3 separate regions of the Mus musculus genome follow, and regions 1 and 3 are each linked to region 2. Evidence: chromatin contacts called from public HiChIP or PLAC-seq and promoter capture Hi-C data. All regions are on one chromosome and are shown on one strand. Each heading gives the region's core, a stretch centred on a gene start, on an enhancer-like site or on the middle of the called end of the contact. The rest is flanking DNA. Distances are from core to core; before and after follow the strand shown. Region 1 holds the start of Cep170b (centrosomal protein 170B). Region 2 holds the start of Coa8 (cytochrome c oxidase assembly factor 8). Region 3 holds the start of 1700001K19Rik (RIKEN cDNA 1700001K19 gene).

Evidence for each region. Promoter capture Hi-C pulls out the DNA fragments that hold promoters and counts their contacts. HiChIP or PLAC-seq counts read pairs in DNA pulled down with a chosen protein or histone mark.
Region 1: a promoter capture Hi-C map of cranial neural crest shows a contact between it and region 2. The contact joins the promoter of Cep170b here to the promoter of Coa8 in region 2. A contact is called at or near these places in 2 of 39 promoter capture datasets (cranial neural crest and pre-B cells) and 1 of 115 datasets of contacts at active chromatin or transcription factors (pancreatic cancer cells).
Region 3: an H3K27ac HiChIP or PLAC-seq map of microglia shows a contact between it and region 2, with 4 times the contacts expected there. The contact joins the promoter of 1700001K19Rik here to the promoter of Coa8 in region 2. A contact is called at or near these places in 1 of 39 promoter capture datasets (liver), 1 of 115 datasets of contacts at active chromatin or transcription factors (microglia) and 1 of 9 other capture datasets (adipose tissue).

The regions. Positions count from the first base shown.
Region 1 is chr12:112,719,118-112,723,615 of GRCm38.p6, reverse strand. It overlaps Cep170b (centrosomal protein 170B), which reads right to left and starts at 1,442. Exons shown (of 19, transcript NM_001024602.3): 1 at 1,234-1,442. It overlaps Gm46382 (proline-rich extensin-like protein EPR1), which reads left to right and starts at 1,450. Exons shown (of 2, transcript XM_017315329.2): 1 at 1,450-2,055.
Region 2 is chr12:111,710,652-111,715,157 of GRCm38.p6, reverse strand. Coa8 (cytochrome c oxidase assembly factor 8) reads right to left here and starts at 1,889. Exons shown (of 5, transcript NM_026511.2): 1 at 1,740-1,889. The coding sequence starts at 1,865. Bag5 (BCL2-associated athanogene 5) reads left to right here and starts at 1,902. Exons shown (of 2, transcript NM_027404.2): 1 at 1,902-2,114; 2 at 3,746-4,506. The coding sequence starts at 3,771.
Region 3 is chr12:110,679,738-110,683,903 of GRCm38.p6, reverse strand. It overlaps 1700001K19Rik (RIKEN cDNA 1700001K19 gene), which reads left to right and starts at 1,285. Exons shown (of 6, transcript NM_025488.2): 1 at 1,285-1,333.

The DNA of each region.
Region 1 (4,498 bases), core at 193-2,692, 1.0 Mb before region 2:
TCGGGGTAAGCAGCAGGCAAGAACACAGGGCTCTGTCCATCTGTGAAGGCCCACAGCACTCCTTCAGGAAGCAGGAGGAAGATGGAGAAAAGAAACCTGCCTCCCCAGAAAACAGCTCCAGGTGGTCAGGAACATACCCATACCCTGCTCTGAGGTCCCCTTTCCTTAGGGCCCAGCTTGAGAGGCAAGGGCTAAAGGGGCAAGATTTCAATGCCCTTGCAGCCTCTAGGACCTCACTGGGTATCCATAGCCCCAACTCTCAGAAAGACCCAATCCTACTGGCAAAGGTGTCAGGGCTGTGGAGGGAGCCCCCCCCCCCCCCAGGCCCCAGACCCAGGGCGTCACTGAGCCTCCCAGCCCCACCCAGCCTGGATGTCTCCTACTCTGACATCACCTGCCTGCCATCATCTCACTGTGGACAGCAGGCACGGGGACACCCTTAGAGGAGAGGGAGGCCAACCCCCAGAGCCTGGTCATGGGGTGACCACTGCCACCGCCAGTCCAACTTGGAAAGGCTTCTGAGCCAGGGCTTGCTGTAGGAGGTTTGGGGCTAGGCTTAGCCCGGCCATCGTTGCTAGGAGGGAGAATAATAAACACCCCAAACTTGTCCCCTCAGCCGCGCCAAGCAGAAGAGCCACCACCCGAAGGTGAAGGAGGAGGTGGCGATGCAGATGCTGAGAGACAGTGGGAGGCAGGGAGCAGCCCCGTGGCTGAAAGGAGCAGACAGGAGGAGGTCCCCTCCTGGCCGCGGACAGCCCAGAGGCAGAGAAAGCAGGGAGACGGTGGCGGCTAAAGGGAAAGGAGAGAAGAGAAGGAAGACGGAGGGAGGGACCGCAGAAGGAGGGGGGACCGGGCACCCGGGAGGAGGCCGGGAGGCGGGCAGGCGCGCCAGGCCCAGAGGGGGAGGGAGCGGCGTTGTATCCTGAATCAGCGCTGGCCCTGCCCGGGCGGGGACCGGGCGCCCAGGTCTACCAGCTCGGCAGGCCGCGTAGACATGCGCGGGGCCAGGCCTTGTCGCCGGTGCCAGGAGGCCCCTCCCGGGCGCGCGCAGACATGGGCAGCATCGGCAAGCGCTGGCCGGGCCAGGTGTGCCGGGCCCTCGCCCAGCCCCTTCCTCACCGCCGCTTTTGTCCAGCCCCGCCCGCCCCGGTGTGGCCTGGAGGCACGCAGGTGCCCTGCTGGAGGCCCTGCCGCCGTGGGCGCAGGGCTGGCGCGGCCCCTCCTGCGTCCTACCTGTGCTCCCGCCAGGCCCGCGGCTCGCCCGCCCGGACGCTGCCCGGCCCAGCCCGGCCCTCTGCCCGCCCGGCCGAGCGCTGGGCGGGGCCGCCGCCTAGGACATGCCCGGCGCGGCCCGCACGCTGGCGGCAGCCCCGGCCGAGCCCACGGGCAGAGCGCCGGACCGCGGCCTCGCGCGGCGGGTCCCCTGACGTCTGCCGCGACACGCTCCGCCCCGGCGCGCCCCGCCCCCGTGATGCCCCGCCCCGCGACGCCCCGCCCCCCGGAAACCAGGTTAGGGCGGGCCAGCCTCAGCAGGTGAGCTGGACTCCGCAGCGCCGCCCCAGAGGTTACGCGCGGCCCCTCCCGTTCCGTCCACCCGTCCCGGCGCACCGGATCGGGCAACCAGGAACGGGCGATCACCTTTGTCCCCGGCCCAGCCTGGGGCGGCGCATCTCCGCCACCCTGTGCATTCAGACCCCCTTCTCTCTGGCGCTGGCTATCCCAGGGTTGCGAGAAAGGGCGTACGGCTGCCCAGCGTCCTGTCCCAGAGCCGAATAGTTAACATTTAACCACATTCCAGAAGCCCGAGCTCCAGCCGCTCTCCCAGCCCCAACCTTTGGCCTTTCAGCCCAGTGGAGGGGTGCAGGGCGAAGGAAGTAGGATGGATCCCAGAGGCCTGTGCGTCCAGCTGGGTCTCTTCCTCCTGCGCCCTCGACGTTGCAGGATAGGCCACGGGCTCGGGACAGGATGGTGGGCAAAGACACCAACGTACCTGGATGTCACAGTGGGCTGGACGGGGAGGGGCGGGGAACTCCGGAGGCTCTCCCAGTTCCTGAGGTAAGTTCTCACCGGCCGCTGGCTGGTGCCTGGTGCAACAATGGAGGTATCAGGTGTCCCTCTAGTGCCAAGGGGGAAAGGATTAGCGTGGGGCGGAGCGGCTTTGCAGAGTGGTGGAGAAAGTACTGTTCAGAGTGCATTCCTGCATTCCCGTTGAAGGGTACTAGTGAGGGCCTTGGCGGAAGTGGAATGCAGAGCAGAACTCCAGGCCTAGGAATGTGCGCTTTATCCTGCTGGTACAGGAGCTTCGTGAACCCAATCCACCCCGCCCAGGCTCCAAAGCCAGCGGGCACAGTTGCCCATCCCTGCCCTGTAGAAGGAGGTGGAAGGGGTTCTACACAACTCGAGAGTAGAGGCAAGCCCGCCAAGAGGAGACAGATAGGAAAAACTGCATGAGAATGTGCTAGGTTGTTGGGCCTGGCTGTGCGAGCTTATAGTACAGGCCCAAATGGGGGAGCCTGGCTTGCGGTATGGACAGAGGAGGAACCTGTAGCCTCGTGACCAATTTTGGATGTCATCCCAAGGACAGTGGGGCTCAGGAAGTTTGTGCCAGCTGAGACCTGATGAGATGAAGGCCTTGGAGAGAGCTCTAGATGTCTTTGTGGGCAAACGGGAGTACTTTGAGGGGGAGGCCAGGACTCCAGGGAGAGGCCAGGAACTGGAAGAGATGGAGGCAGAGGAGACTTGTCAGGTACTGGAAAGAGGAGGGCTGGGTACGTTCCTGTCTTCCTAGCCCATTTGTCCTTGCCAGGGTTGTTAGCCCCGGTCTCAGCTTCCGGGAGCTGTATGGGGATTTTGCAGTTTCTTCCTAGTAGACTGAGACTGTCCTGTTTCTGAGTCCCAACTCCCGAGCCGGGCTCTCCCATTCTCTTGGCTCTGTAAACAGCCCTTTCCCCAGCGGCTTCGCTGTCTTAGCTTAGCTACCCCTTGCTCACTCCTTAGTAATGGATGCTTATAAACGTTATTATTTTTTTTTTCTATTTGAGACTTTTACCTGGGTTGTGGCTCCTTCCAAGGTGAAGGACGGGAGATGAAGGAATGGTGTCCTGGGTTCTGACTGAGGCCCCTGCCAGCTGTGCACTGTCATGGGGTCGGTATCCTTAGACATGAGGGCAGGGTTGGAGTGGGCTGCTGCTTCCTGGAAGGGGAGGAGGGGTCAAGCTCGCTTGAGTGACTTGAGCAGTAGCATTGGGATCAGAAAGCAGATCTAGTAGTAGCTTCAGTCTTCATCGAGTAAGGGTGACACTTAAGGCCACTGAGCAGAGAGGCTTCCTTTAGTTCAAACTAAGAACACACAGACCAAGTAAGGAACCCCCACCAGTGCGGACCTACCATTTCCACCAAGTAACCTGCTAAACATAACCGCAGGCTTGAAAGACTTTTGATGTCTTAGCTTGGTTTCTATTGGTGTGAAGAGATATCACGACCACAGCCACGCTTACAAAGGACAGCATTTCACTGGGGCTGGCTTACAGCTTCAGGGGTTTAGTCCTGTATTGTCATGGCAGGAACCGTGGCAGCATGTAGGCAGCCGTGGTGCAGGAGAAGGAGCTGAGAGTTCTTAGGTCTTGATCCACAGGCAGCAGAAGGAGATTGTCACACTGGCTAGACTTGAGCTTATAAAACCTCCAAGCCAGCTCCACACAGTTCTGCCACACTCCCTATGGCCAAGCATTCAAATACATGAATCTGTTCAAACCACCATAGTAGACATGTCTAAAACAAACACACACGGCCAAGAAGCACATGAAGAAAATGGACACCACCGCTGATCACTCTGGAAGTGTAAGTCAGAGACCACCTCACACCTCTCAAGATGGCTGCCACACAGCAGAGCAATTACAGAGGAAGGGGTGGAGAAGTGGGGGCCTTTGTGTGTAAGATGGCTCCGTTACTACAGAAATGACAGAAAATTTGAAATTCGCATGTGCTCCTGCAATCCCTCTCCTGGGTAGTCACCTAAAAGAACTGGAAGTTCAGGCATGAACAGGTACACACACACACACTCACACACACACACACTCACACACACACACACTCACACACACACACACACACTTGTCACCACATTCTTGGGGCTTTTAAAAGGCTCAGAAACAATAAACATAGGAAGTGTGTAGAGAAATGGCCAGGCTTCAGAGGGCCTTGGCTGTTGAGTGAAAAGGAGACACCACAGACCAAGCTGCTCTGGCTGGCGCCTAAGGGAGGGGGTCTGTCCTTAAGAGGGGTCTGTCCTTACTTGTTTGCTGGGGCAGGTCAACAGCTGCCATCATTTTTGCCTGAAGACTCCAGGCCTCAGGAGTATGGGGTGAGGTAGTGAAGGAGGAGGAGGGTGTTACCAGAGAACTATAGCTGCTAACACTGTTGCAAGTGCTAAAAGGGGAGGTCCCTCGGGACCAATGAGCCTCCTTGCAGGGCAAACAGAGATTAAGGTGAAAGCAAC
Region 2 (4,506 bases), core at 640-3,139:
CGACTCTCCAAGAGTTGAGCAGCACAGGCTTGCCCTGAGACTCCAAAAGGCTGAAGGGTTTACCCTGAGGATCCAGACCCCAGGTACCTTGTTTTGAGAGAGGGTCTCATCGTGTGTGTAACCCTGACCCCCCTGAAGCTGCAATGCTGACCAGCTTGCCTTTCCAGTTGAAGGCGGTGCCGCCAGGCCTCCAGCAAGACTCTTCCAAGACTGCGGGCTTCTTAGCCTTCTCCAGCATTAGTTCACCAGAAACGAAGGTCAGGCAAGATGGCTCAGAGGGGAAAGCGTTTCATAAGAAAGCCTGAGTTCCACCCCTGGCACCAACCATGGAAGGGATAAAGGCTCTCCAGAAAGCTGTCCTCTCAACTCTGCCGCAGGCATATCACACAAAATCATTGCAATTTTTAAAAAAGTAAAAATGAATGTTAAGGCAAACTCTGACCACGAGAAAGCTGCTGGGTGAGTTAAATTTTCCCCTCCCAAAGCATGTTCAGGCACCTGTTTCATCTTTTCTGCCCAAGGACTAGAGTTATATTTTCTAAAGACAGAAGTGAAGGCTTGTTTTTTTTCTTGTGCCAGGAAACTGAGCCAGAGGCCAGGGTCCTAAGGCAACAAATCTAAACTGGAGTAGTCAGAACTTCAAAGCTAAAAGTGTGCAAGGAGACACAGCATAGCAGAGATGAAAATTTTCACAGCAAGCACATTTTGCAATTCTTAATTTTCTCCATCTCTCTTCTCTCTCCTCATCCCTCCTTCCCTCTCTTCATTATTGCTTAAACCAAGCTCTCTAGTCTCTATCACTAGCTTAGTGGTCATTGAAGTGTTAGTAGCCACTGATTAATGTTTTACCTCCAGCCTTAGCGTTTTCATATGACTGATAGACTCTAAACCTAGGCCTTTTTTTTTTTTTCCCGAGACAGGGTTTCTCTGTGTAGCCCTGTCCTGGAACTCACTCTGTAGACCAGGCTAGCCTCAAACTCAGAAATCTGCCTGCCTCTGCCTCCCGAGTGCTGGGATTAAGGCGTGGGCCACCACGCCTGGCAACCTAGGCCTTCCTTAAGCAAAGCATTCTGTTGCAAAGAAGTGCAACTGAGGGCTGGTGAGATGGCTCAGTGGGTAAGGGCACCTGACTGCTCTTTGGAAGGTCCAGAGTTCAAATCCCAGCAACCACATGGTAGTTCACAGCCATCCGTAACGAGATGTGAACTCCCTTTTCTGGAGTGTCTGAAGGCAGCTACAGTGTACTTACATATAATAAATAAATAAATCTTAAAAAAAAAAAAAAAAGAAGTGCAACTGACTAAAAAAAAAAAGCTTTATTTAGTTTTATATATGTGAGTGCATTGTTACTGTCTTCGGTGTTCCTAACAGCTGAACCATCTCTCCAGCCCAGCAATTGTTTTTTTGAAAAAGGCTTCACGCCCATTCTTGCTGCAGACCTGCACTGTGGATCTCTGACATCGCGTGCACGTTTACAAACAATGCGAAGTCTACAGAAGTGGGATGATGAAGTCAGCCACGGCTTTAAGTCGAACACTAATCTTAACGATGCGAAAATGAGAAAGAACACCCTTCAAGAGCTGTGTTAATACAAATGGGAATTAACTCGGGGATAAGCAAGGCTCGCGCTCTCCACAGCGGATCCCGGGCAGTGATCATCAGTCCGTCGGAGAGGTGCAGGCGGCGTGGGTTTGCTCGGCGGCCTTCCTCCCTGCCAGCGCCCCCGGCGTCCCGCTTACCCGGCTGGACGCCGCATCCCTGTGATCCGTAGGGCGCTCACGGGCCAACCTAACGCCGCCGCCGCCGGAGAAGGACCGGCAGAGAAGCCGGCGAAGCGCTCTGCTTCCGGGCCGCAAAGCCGCCATGGCCCGCGCGTACGGCAGGATCGCGACAGTGGAAAGGTTGGCGTTACGGCGGCGTCGCAAAGCCCGAGCCGACGCGCGGCGAGGCCGACCGTGCGCATTCCCTGGGACGGACGCCGGGCGGCGGGGCCCGCGCGGGACGAGGAGAGGACAAGTTTTCCCCGGGCTCACTGCTGACGGGCCCGCTCTGCGAGGACGGCGACAACGCTGCGGAAGTGTAGGTGGCGGGGCGCGATGGCGCGTGCGGCCCAGGTGAGCGTGGGGCGAGGGCGCGAGCTCCGTTCTCCCGGCCTCGGGCGCTCCGCCGCCCTCGCTGCGCAGGCCCGCGCCCGCCGCGCGCCCATTGTGAGGTCAGGCGGCGGCGCGTCCGGCCGGGCCGAGACCCGGGAGCGGCCGCCGCGGCCAGTAGCTGCCGCCGCCTCCGCCGGCCCCTTCACCGGCTGCCCGGGTCAGACCTAGCCGGGAAGGGCGAGGGGGGATGCCGCTGGGGGCACCGCTGCGGTGCCGCTCCCCGTGAAGGGCCGATCTCCCACCTCGCAGCCCCCCGCGGCAGCCAAGACCGCCGCCGCCCAGACCTCCCGGGGTAAAAGCTCTGCGAGGGCCGGGCTTGGACCCTCCCGGGGACTGAGTTCTGTGGCCTGCCCGCCAGAAGTGAGCTGTTTGACAGAAACCTGAGAGCGTGGGAAATGCTCTAAGCGCACATACCGGGAGGCGAGTGACCGAGTTAATCGCAGTCGGCAGGTTTGGGCGGCGGGTATTTGAAGTCAGGGTGAGGATTTGGAAGTTTCGTAGCTCCTCTTTCAGAAAAGTAGAAAGTTAGCTAGCTGTCTGGACGAATGGTGCTCCTGTGAGTGTGGAAGAGCTACTGTTAACTTCCAAACTGGTTCCAGAGAGTAGATTAGGATGGGGGGGGGGGGGATCTAAGGAAATTGTGTTGCTAACCTGGTGGGTTGACTAGAATGGCAGTGTACGCAGCTCGCTCTCATGGTTTAAGACAGAATTCATAGGCCTAGACATCCACCCAGGCTGGATCATGAGGACCTTCTGTCTGTCGTTCAAATCCCTACCGTGTTCCCCTATTTCCGTTTTGCTTTGAATTCTTAGGGTCACCAAGTAGCCCATGGTGATCTTGAATTCGTAGTTCCCTTTCCTCTGTATCCCCGACGCTAGGATTGTAGGGATACACCAGCACACCGGTGAGCTTGCTTTGTTTTGTTCCTGTCCAGCTGTTTTCAGGAGAGGGAGTTGACATGTCACATCTTCCCTTTCCTCAAGCAACCTTTTACACCTTTGACGAAACCTTTTGTGTATTTTGGTGCATGCCCAGGTGCCAGAGTTTGGCCTCCCTGCCCGCCCACCATCATTTCCTTGGTGTCCTTTGACTTTGGCTTTTGAAGTGGGGCTTCCCATGGTCCTGAAGGTCCTCGGTTAGGCTAACCTGGGCTGGCCAGTGAATCACGAGATCCATCTATCGCCGTCTCCCCGGCACTGGCTTGCCTGGCTTTTCTGTTTTACTTCATGGGCGTTGGCGCTTCGCCTGCATGGATGTCTGTGCATCACTGTGTGCCTGGTGCCTCTGAAGACAGAAAGGGAATCAGATGCCCTGGGACTGGGGTTACCTGTGTGGTCATGCACTGTCATGTGAGTGCTGGTAATCAAACCCAGGTCCTCTAGCCAGCACCTTTAACCACTGAGCCCTCTCTCCAGCTCCGCCCCAGCTTTTTTTTTTCCACATGTGTTCTGGAATTCCAGCTTGGACACTTGATGAAAAATTATCTCCACAGCCCGAATGAGCCCTTTTAACAAGTGTACTAAGAAGGAGTGTTTAGAGTGGGTTCTTGTCCTGCAGAGACTAATACGTTATCATTCTTGCTATCTTTCAGTGCTTGTGAAACTGAACACAGAAGTATGGATATGGGAAACCAACACCCCTCCATTAGTAGGCTTCAGGAGATCCAGCGGGAAGTAAAGGCTATAGAGCCGCAAGTGGTCGGCTTCAGCGGCCTGTCGGATGACAAGAACTACAAGAGGCTGGAGAGGATTCTGACCAAACAACTTTTTGAAATTGACTCTGTGGATACGGAAGGAAAAGGAGATATCCAGCAAGCTAGGAAGCGGGCGGCACAGGAGACAGAACGTCTCCTCAAGGAGTTGGAGCAGAATGCCAACCACCCACACCGCATCGAAATCCAGAATATCTTTAAGGAGGCTCAGGCCCTTGTGAAAGACAAGATTGTGCCCTTTTACAGCGGAGGCAACTGTGTGACTGACGAGTTTGAGGAAGGCATCCAGGACATCATTCTGAGGCTGACGCACGTGAAGACCGGAGGGAAGGTCTCCTTGCGGAAAGCCAGGTACCGCACGCTCACCAAGATCTGCGCGGTACAGGAGGTTATTGAGGACTGTATGAAGAAGCAGCCGTCCCTGCCACTGTCTGAGGATGTGCATCCTTCAGTGGCCAAAATCAACTCTGTCATGTGCGAGGTGAACAAGGCCAGAGGGACGCTGATCGCACTTCTGATGGGCGTGGACAGTTCCGAGACTTGCAGGCACTTATCCTGCGTGCTGTCAGGACTGATTGCTGACTTAGATGCTCTAGATGTGTGTGGGCGTACAGAGATCAGAAATTATCGGAGGGAGGTGG
Region 3 (4,166 bases), core at 36-2,535, 1.0 Mb after region 2:
AATCTTTAAAAAAAAAAAAAAAAAAAAAAAAAAGGATAAAGGAAAAACAGAAAGAATACCCAATACCAGTAGGTTGTGCCCTCTGAGTATGTTGGAATGTGGCCTGAGGGGTGTCTGCCCACTGCAGCTGGTCTGCAGCTGGTCTTGGCTCTCAGATTGGGTATGACTGGCTGCAGGTGTCCCAGCTTCTTGCTTAGAGATACAGTTTCTCAAGGGATCTTTTATGTCCCTTAATAATCCACTCTTACTTCCTTAGGTGTTTGTTGTGGAGATGGGGTCTCATGTAGCCCAGGCTGGCCTTGAACTTACCAAGTAGCCAAGGATGGCCTTGACTCTTCCTGCCTCTACCTTCTGAGTCCTGCCTGGGATGGCCACCACACATGGCTTCCTTCCTTGAGTCTTGCACTGGGCTCCACGTGTGCACGATTTCTCTGTGTGGCTTTCCATTTGTGTATTTCGGAGGTACCAAAGGGTCAGTGAGACAAGAAACTCCCCCAGGCTCCCAACCCATTGCCTGTTACTGAATTATTCCCTCATCTTGTTCCCTTTTCCTTAATGCTTCTCTGTCCTCATGCATACACAGGGACTGGGAACCACCTTTAAAGGCACAGGTGACCAAGGGACGCTCTTTCTCATCCATAGCTTGAGGGTCTTGGGAGTTCAAGTTGGCTCAGAAATTGGGATTCAAAGTCCCCAGGGCAGCTAGGGAATGGCAGAAGAGGAACCAGATAATGACACGCAAACAGCTCTGCACAGATGGCAGAGGGGACGGCTTGGCTCCTTTAACCCTAGTGTCCCACAGAAGGAAGAGCTGTGGGCAACTGGAAGGGGAGATGGCCTAGTGACCTGACTATAAGAGGAACTAGGTGGCAGGGTGGGACAAAACCGGCTGTGTGGCCAGAATGAGAATTTGGAAGCTATCCTAAGGCACAAGACAGTCCTCGAAGTCTTGGTGGCCTCTCTGGTCTTAAGTGCACCCCAGCAGAGTGCCTTGCACCCAAGGAAGGAAAGGCTTTGAGGAGCCCCGTGGCTGTTGAGGATCAGGCCTGTATGCACAGGATAGGGACAACTACCCATGCTGTGTGAAGCAGGCAGGCAGCAGAACTCGGGGCACAGGGAACTGAGGGGGGGAACTGGGAACTGTGGTTTAGGGCCTATGGTCCGGAGTGCACACGTGGATCTCTTCCCAGTCACAGCCCCAGGAGCAGTCACACTGGGTTGCCATGGAGATACCTGTGACATCATGCAGGCCTAAAGCACAGGATACCTGCCTCCTCCCTTCTTGTCTCACAAGTGATTCCCTGGGGACCAAAATGAACATGCTACCCAGGAGGTAAGTCTAGAATGGCAGTCCTTGTCCTCCAAACCAGAAGCCTGGAGCCAATGAGCTTTAAATAACCATTAGCCCCAGGATTGCTCTAGCTGCCTCACCAGGTTCACAGAGCCCTAACTCAGTGGCCCCTCTCCAGCTACTGTTAGGGGCTCCTCGTCATTTATACCACCTAAATTTGAGCCGACTTTCTTGGGGACAGAATAAGTGTGGTCTGGTTTGGATCTCTGAACAGATGTGGTCACATGTGTTCCACCAGGTATGTACCTCCGAAGCCACTGTCCCCACAGGGCACTTGTAAAGGACAGGATAGGGTGTGTGTGTGTGTGTGTGTGTGTGTGTGTGTGTGTGTGTGTGTAAGGTCCCTGATAAGAGGAGGTCATTCTTTGACAATGAAGATGTGACCCCCTTGGAGTAGGTATCCCTGCCCTCCTGCCTTCTCCAGGGCTCTGCTGTTTCAGGGAACCTCGTTGTGAAGTGGGTAGATGACAGGGGTTGGTTCCTCATTTGCCCTGAGCATGAAGACTGGGGTTTGAGAAGGGCCAGGCGATGCATAATGCTGAGCAGCTTTGAGAGAGCAGGGGCTCTGCCCAGAGCTGAGCACCCCTCTCCTCCCCCTTGAACCCATAGGAGAATTCTGGGGCACCTTGGAATTAACGTGATGGATTAGCATCTACATGCAAAGCCATGGCAGGGTGGGGGTGGGGAGTCTAAAATAAAATACTATTTTTACTTGAAGTTTCCTCTAGACAAAACTGACTTGGAATCAGAACTGAAGCCCCATTTGCAGCCTTACCAAAGTCTGCCTTGCACTTGCTGAGTTCCTCTGCGAGGAAGCCATTTTTATTTTTATTTTTAAGATTTATTTATTTTCATTTATATGAGTACACTGTAGCTGTCTTCAGACACAGCAGAAGAGGGCATCAGATCCCATTACAGATGGTTGTGAGCCACCATGGGAATTGAACTCAGGACCCCTGGAAGAGCAGCCAGTGCTCTTATCCACTGGGCCATCTCTCCAGCCGGAGGAAGCCACTCTATGTGAGCTCTGATCCCTCTTTGGGCTAAGCCCACCTTTCTCCCAGGAGATTGCGCCCCGAGATTCACTCCCACTTTCTGGGACTGCAGCCAGGTTTCCAGCTTGTCTTTCTGGACACAGCCCCAGGGGTTGTGACAGGGTTTGGGGGTGGGGTGGGGGTGAAAGATGACATCACCAGGCTAAGCAACAGCTGCCCTCTGCCCTCCTCAAGAAGGGAGGGGCCCCTGGGAACACTCGCAGCCTGTTCCTGCGGCTGCCTTGTTGACAGACATCTCATTTTTATCGTTTGCATTGAGTTTGTTCGCTAGTTAGTAGCTCTTTACTGAGGTGTTATAATAATCTGTGCTCCCTGAAAAAAAGATTCACTAGAAAAATTTGTCAAGGAAGGGTTTTTTGTTTTGTTTTATTTTATTTTTTGTTTAAGTCTGAGTGTCTGTCTGTCTGTCTGTCTGTCTGTCTGTCTGTGTATCATGTGAGTGCAGTGCCTGCTGAGGCTAGAAGAGGGAGTCAGATGGGAACTGGACAGATGGTTGTGAGCTGCCCTGTGGGTGCTGGGAATTGAACCTGGGTCCTCGGGGAGAGCAGCCACTCCTCACCCCTGCGCCACCCCTCCAGCAACTCTCCTCTCCCTCTTTTCTCAGGAAGGTGTCCAATGCTTAAATGAATCCCCAGTGACTGAGGTGATCCACCCAGCTTGCAGCTGTGGGGCTAACCCCAAGATTCTTTTTTTTCTTTTCTCTTTTCTTTTCTTTTAAAAAGATTTATTCATTATATGTAAGTACACTGTAGCTGTCTTCAGACACTCCAGAAGAGAGAGTCAGATCTCATTATGGATGGTTGTGAACCACCATGTGGTTTCTGGGATTTGAACTCAGGACCTTTGGAAGAGCAGTCAGTGCTCTTAACCGCTAAGCCATCTATCTCTCCAGCCCTCTTTTCTCTTTTCTTTTCTTTCTTTTCTTTTCTTTTCTTTTCTCTTTTCTTTTCTCTTTTCTTTTCTTTTTAAAAGATTTATTTATTTATTATATGTAGTACACTGTAGCTGTCTTCAGATGCACCAGAAGAGGGCGTCAGATCTTATTACAGATGTTTGTGAGCCACCATGTGGTTGCTGGGATTTGAACTCAGGACCTTCGGAAGAGTAGTCGGTGCTCTTAACCACTGAACCATCTCTCCAGCCCTTTTCTTTTCTTTTCTTTTCTTTTCTTTTCTTTTCTTTTCTTTTCTTTTCTGTTCTGTTCTGTTCTTTTCTTTTCTCTTCTTTTCTTTTTTCTTTTTGTTTGTTTGTTTTTGTTTTTGTTTTTCCGAGACAGGGTTTCTCTGTATAGCCCTGGCTGTCCTGGAACTCACTTTGTAGACCAGGCTGGCCTTGAACTCAGAAATCTGCCTGCCTCTGCCTCCCGAATGTTGGGATTTAAGGCATGCGCCACCACACCCAGCCTTTCTTTTCTTTTTTAAAGCTTTTTTTTTTTCCTGCTAGGTGGTGATGGCACACACGTTTAATCCCAGCACTGGGGAGGCACTACAGATCTCTCAGTTTGAAGCCAGCCTAGTCTATAATGTGTAGTTGTATAAAACAATCCACGCTATAGCCAGCTATGTGCTGGCAGGTCTCCCCACCTCCATGGGGAGTCCCAAAACGGTGGTATGCCCTGGTTCCCAAGGCCTGCTGCCCCCTGTGACTTCCCATGTGCCTACAGAGGCTGATAATTTACCATCCAGATTTATAACAGTAAATTCTCGACCTCCAAAATGCCCATACAAAGAACTCGTAACTCAATTGATATAGATACAAGC